2 separate regions of the Sus scrofa genome follow, and region 2 is linked to region 1. Evidence: chromatin contacts called from public Hi-C data. All regions are on one chromosome and are shown on one strand. The core of a region is the stretch at or near the end of the contact, and the rest is flanking DNA. Distances in the headings are between cores, read along the strand shown.

Region 1 (2,807 bases), core at 207-2,706:
CTGGGGGTGGGGATGGGGATAGAAAGGGTGGGAGTTAAGTTGATAGAACCTGAGAGGGATAAAGGGGAAGGGATGACAGAAGGGAACCAAGCAGGAGGTTCGCTAGCAAAGGGAAGGAGCAGCTTGCAAGGTCAAGGGGAGAGGGTTTCAGAAAAGGGAGCACTGCATTTACAGCCACATGAGAAGGAGCCAGGGAAGAGGGGGTGGCAGAGGCACCGGAGCAAGGGGCTGGCTCAGTGTCTGGAGCATGTGGGCTTTACGGCTCTCTCCTCTTTTGCAAAGAGCACTGACTTTGGAGCCAGAGAAACGTGGGTTCAAATCCCAGGACTGCCACTGGGAAGAGGGCGACAACGCACCTGGCAGAGGGGCCTGAGGACCAAGAAGCACCTAGACCAGTAGCTCCTCAACACTTGGTGGCTCCTTCCCTCCCTTCTCCCAAAGGGTCTGAGATTAGGAAGCTGGGAAGTTGTGGGGGGCTGACCCTTGGCTGAGTGGAGTGCGGGGCTGGAAATTCCATGCATCCGAGGAAGGGAAGGGGAAGGGGAGAGCTGGGGCCGGGAGCCCAGATGGGGAGAGCCTAGGGGGCTCCTGAGAATCAGGGAGAGATGGGGGCTGAGGAAGGGAGCCGAGGTGCTACACACATGGCAGCGAAATTGCCACTGATTGAGGGCTTGGGGCTGGGCCTTCCTGGCTGGGCACCAGCTGGGCGAGGAGATGTGGAGTCCTAACACAAAGGGCTTTGTTCTCCCTGCCCAAGAGGAGCCATCTCCGCTCTCAAGCTCCAGCCTGCTCATGTGGCTCATGCTGGTTCCTGCCCCACTGTTCCCCCTCCTGCATCCCCATCCCAGGGTCCTGGGGTCCATCCACCGACTCCTCCCAGCCAGCAACCTGGAAGTCACCTTGCCTCTCATTAGCCATAAGGTCTATCAGCTCCACCTCTCCATCTAATTTTCCCAGCAGTTCTCAGAGTCTGGGGAGGGGGTTCCTGGGGGTCGGGGGGTGGTGGGGAAGGAAGGGTCTTCCTAGCAGGATTCCTCCAGTCAATTGCTCAAGAGGCTGGGCCTTCACTGCATCCTTTCCCTCTGGCTACCACACCAGGGATTCCGCTGTGGATTCAACGGGGATTCCGCTATGGATTCAATGGGGCACGGGGCGGGGGCAGGCTCTCTGTCTCCCTGAGATGGGCTGATTTTTATAATTTGGCTTCTCCTCCCACTCGGGGGAAGGGCTGGGGAGGACAAAGTTCATTTTCCGTGGATGCCTTCATGCACTTTCTTCAACCTGGTTTCACAAGCGATGGAATCCAGGCAAAGAGGGGCTTGATCTGGACCACCCCAAGCAGACAGGAGGTGAACACGTGAAGAAAACAGTCACTGGGAATACTGGAGGCATGCCCACCCTGCCTGTCCCGTGCCAGCTTCCACCAGCCAGCAGTGGGCACTATTGCCGTACACTGCATGTCAGAGCCCCAGAGATCTTCAGCAAAAGGCAGTGGGGCTGCTTGGTCACAGGTCACCATGCCATGCATCCACTTCACGGAGCCTCTGTCAGCCCCACCTCCCAGGTTCCCTGATTTGCTGAAGGACATGTTCCAGGTTGCTGACCTCATGAACAGGAAAACTAGAGGCAGACCCTCGGGGCTCCAGGCAAGAGGTTCCAGAATGCAAGTTATGCAACTCTGTGTCCCGAGGCACATTTCCACCCAAAGACAGATACCACTGTACCTCAGGCCCACCCACAGGACTCTGCTGAGGCTGCCAGATGTCACTGTCCCTCCAACCCCAGCCCCTGGGACCTCCCCTAGGCCCTCTTGCTGCTCTGATGCAAGATCATGCCACCGGACATTGCGAGATCTGTAGCTGGGGATCCCGGTCAAGTTTGCTGGGCAGTGCCGGACCACTGGCAGAGCCCTCCCAAGATGCTGCTGAGGGTGGCTGCCCCTCTAAGTCCTGGGCCGCAGCCAAAGGAATTGGATTTCCTGTGCCTCTGGGCTCCTAGCAGCCAAGGCAATGGCCAAGTGCTCCAAAGCTCCCAATCCCCATCCCACAGGGTCATGGAGAAACGCAGCCAGCAGTAAACCAGGGCTATGGTCGCTGCAGGTGGGCATGCTTGTGTTTCTGCAAAGCTGCTGGAGCCCTGCCCAAGGCTGCTGGTGGACCCATACCGTGTCAACGTGACGACTGATCACTCTCAACCTTGATCACCTGGCTGAGGTCATGTTTGTCAGGTTTCTCCACGGCCAAGGTCACTCGCCCTGCCCCCCCCTCCCACTGCACTCTTAGGAAGGACATCACTGTGTGTAGCCCACACTTGCGCAGTGGGCACTTATGCACCCCTCCTTGAGAGCAGGATGTCTACCTAAGTTATTTGGAATTCCACAGGGGAGATTTATCTCTTCTTAATCATTTATTTATATCATTTATTCAACCCTTGATTTATATCAGGAAGGACTCCTGGATATTTATTGTACACTTTGGGTTGTGATCCAACGCGCTTTATTTTGTTGCTGAAACTGTTCCAGCTTTGGCCACTGGGAGTTCTTTCAATTGCCTCCTGTGTTCCTTTGACATTTTGACATACCCTCATTATGGTGTGTGTGTCAGGGAGCGGGTATATTTCAGTCTTCCTACTGGGAACTTTTGCTGCCAGATATCAGATGCAGCTGAGACTCAGACTGACCCCTTCTTTCACTCACTCTGGCCACTCGCTCCTGGGCCTCCCTACCCCTCGCCCTGGCTGTGCCCCTGACCGTGTCTCAGAGTGCTGGACACACTGAACTTTGTACCCTGCCTTTTCCTCTTTCCTCC
Region 2 (2,807 bases), core at 127-2,626, 110 kb after region 1:
GCCTGGGAACTTCCATGTGCCGTGGGTGCACCCTAAAAAGACAAAATACAAAAAAAAAAAGAAAAAGGAGTTCCCATTGCGGCTCAAGGGGTTAAGAATCCGACTAGTACCCATGAGGATGCGGAATTGATCCCTGGCCTCGCTCAGTGGGTTAAGGATCTCGCATTGCTGTGGCTGTGGCATAGGCCGGCAGCTGCAGCTCTGATTCAACCCCTAGCCTAGGAACTTCTATATGCTGCACATGCAGCCCTAAGAAGAAAAAATAAATAAATAAATAAATAAATAAGCACTCGGACCACACGGCACTGGACCACTGCCTTCTTTAAACTCTCCTTCCTGGGCTTCTGTAAGACCACAGTCCCCTGGTTCTCTTCCCTCTGGGACCAGCACATTTTGGTTTCAGGCTGCTCTCTGCCCTCAGCATTGCTCCTTGAGTTCTCCTCTTAGCCCTCTTCCCTTCCCCGTCCTCACAGCCCCTCCCAGGTTTAATCAGTGCCCAGGTCTTCAAACTCCACCTCTTTGCTGGTTACTTCCCAGGCCGTAGCTCCAGCCCAGATCTTCCCCAAATGCCACCTAGCAGCTCTATTTGTGTGACACCCCACCCCCCGCCCAGGCACAGCAAGCTCAACATGCCCCAGACCTAACTCTTTACTTTCCCCTCCAAATCTACTCCTTCTCCTGGGTTCCCCATGCTTTTTTTTTTTTTTTTTTTTTTTTTTTTTTGCCTCACCCTCTGGCATATGGAAGTTCCCAGACCAGGGGTTGAATCAGAGCTGCAGCCTCTGGCCTACACCACAGCCACAGCAAGAGCAACTCAGGGGATCTTAGCCATGTCTTCAAACTAAAACTCAGTTCATGGTAACAGGGGGATCCTTAAACCCACTGAGCGAGGCCAGGGATCCAATCCGCGTCCTCAGGCATACTAGTCAGGTTCATTACCAATGAGCCACAAACAGGAATTCCCTGGGTTCCCCATCAAGATGAAAGACACCACCTTTTTCCCTTTTACCCAGGGCAGAGGCTCAAACATCATCTTTGCCACCTCCCTGCCCTGCCCACAAGCCACTATGATCTTAACATCTTATCAACATGCTCCTTACTGCTCCACTCCAGCTGCTGCTGCTCCAGTTCAGGTTTTCATCACGACCTGGAGCCTCAATTATTACATGTCTCAAAAGTAGACTCTCAGCCTTCATCTCTTCCCCCTTTGTGCTAGAATTGTCTTGGAGTGTCTTCCCACCTGCAGTCCTCTTCCTGAGGACCCACTGCTGCCCAAAGACCTCGTTGAACAGGTGCCCTTAGACTTATGTTGGCCTCATCAAAGCCTGCTCTGTGTTCACCACAGTGTTTGGAACCAGAGGTGTACCTTTGACCTGAGCTGCGCTAACTCTGTCTTCTGGGACTCTGAAACTGGGACATAGTGATTCTAGTCCAAATGCCCCCCCCCCCCCCCCGGTTCACATCAGCAGTGACAAAGAGTGGAACATCCCAAGGAGAGACAATGGGGAATGGGCGATTGTGACAAATGGCAAGTGGGGCCGCATCTCATGACAGCAGCTGCTACTCTGCTCTAGCAGATGGTTGCCATGGGAATAGAGGCCCAGACTTGTCAGATAGTCTGATTTTCCATATTTTTATGTGAAATCTCCCAATTTTCTGGTATTGGGCACTAATTCATTTTTTTCATGCCACAGGCTAAGAATATCTTGCATATCATATTAGACTCACGGGGCTGCAAGGTTGTAATTTGCACCAGGAAGTCAGGGTTAGGCACTGGGCCCGAAGCTGGAGATGGCCACTTTCCGCCAGGTGTATGGAGAGCAGAGAAAGCCTCTGTGTGACAGAACAAAACCTGTTCCTTCTGGCTCTTTGCCCTCTACTCCCCCACCCCCACCCATCGCAGGTACATTATAGCCCCAGGTTTCCTGGCCCAAAACCTGCTGCCCTGCTTTGCGGGCTGAGAACTAAGTGATAGTTAAAGTTATGAGCTCTGAGATCAGATAGACCTGGGTTCAAGCGCCGACTCTGTGACCTCTGGCTGTGTGTTCTTGGGCAATTCACTTCACCTCTCTGAGCCCCCGTTTATTCTTCTGTAACACGACTACTTACTTTCTTCAAAGGGTTGTTGTTGGAGTTAAAAGAGGTATTGCTTGGTGTTCCCATTGTGGCTCCAGTGGGTTACAAACCTGGCTAATATCCATGAGGATGAGGATCCCTGGCCTCACTCAGTAGGTTAAGGATCCAGCACTGCTGTGAGCTGTGGTGTAGGTCACAGATGCAGCTCGGATCCCGCATTGCTGTGGCTATGGCGTCATAGGCTGGCAGCTGCAGCTTTGATTTGACCCCTCGCCTGGAAACTTCCATATGCCTCAAGTGCAGCCCTAAAAAGAAAAAAAGAGAGAGAGAGATTGCTCAGAAAGCTCTTAGCACAGTGCCAGGCACCCAGGAAGCACTGATTAAGGGTTAGCCATTATTACTCTTATTGTCGTTAGTGGTAGGTTTACTCCGCCTCAGCACAGCCCTCTGTCTCAGAGCACTTTCATGCTTGTATACCTCTCTGCACATTTGCCATTTGTTCTTGTTACGTATGGTTATTTTATCTGCCTTGGTATATTGTAAACTCCTAGAGGGAAAGGCCACATTTTCTCTCTATATATATGGAATGGAGGGGAAAAGAGGCAGAGTTGGAACACGGTGTTTGGCACATAGTAGGTGCTCAAGAAACATTTATTTGTTGGTACACTACTGGATGAGGATGATGAGGATGATTTGCTTTTTTAGGGCCACACCCACAGCCTATGGAAGTT

The links. Hi-C and Micro-C count contacts between places; a contact is called where the count stands out from the background.
Region 2: a Hi-C map of liver shows a contact between it and region 1, with 4 times the contacts expected there. The contact joins two enhancer-like sites. A contact is called at or near these places in 27 of 47 Hi-C or Micro-C datasets (adipose tissue, alveolar macrophages, blood and 12 more) and 2 of 2 datasets of contacts at active chromatin or transcription factors (alveolar macrophages and skeletal muscle).

What each region holds. Positions count from the first base shown.
Region 1 is chr6:88,359,390-88,362,196 of Sscrofa11.1, forward strand. No RefSeq gene overlaps it. Among named protein-coding and RNA genes, the nearest start is that of SPOCD1, 12 kb to the left of the region's middle. Within about 2 kb of position 1,457, at least 27 of the 83 cell types and tissues checked have an H3K27ac peak or open chromatin away from gene starts, as enhancers often do. A contact at or near this core is called in fetal liver and liver, where this site is marked.
Region 2 is chr6:88,468,590-88,471,396 of Sscrofa11.1, forward strand. No RefSeq gene overlaps it. Among named protein-coding and RNA genes, the nearest start is that of PTP4A2, 38 kb to the left of the region's middle. Within about 2 kb of position 1,377, at least 9 of the 83 cell types and tissues checked have an H3K27ac peak or open chromatin away from gene starts, as enhancers often do. A contact at or near this core is called in fetal liver and liver, where this site is marked.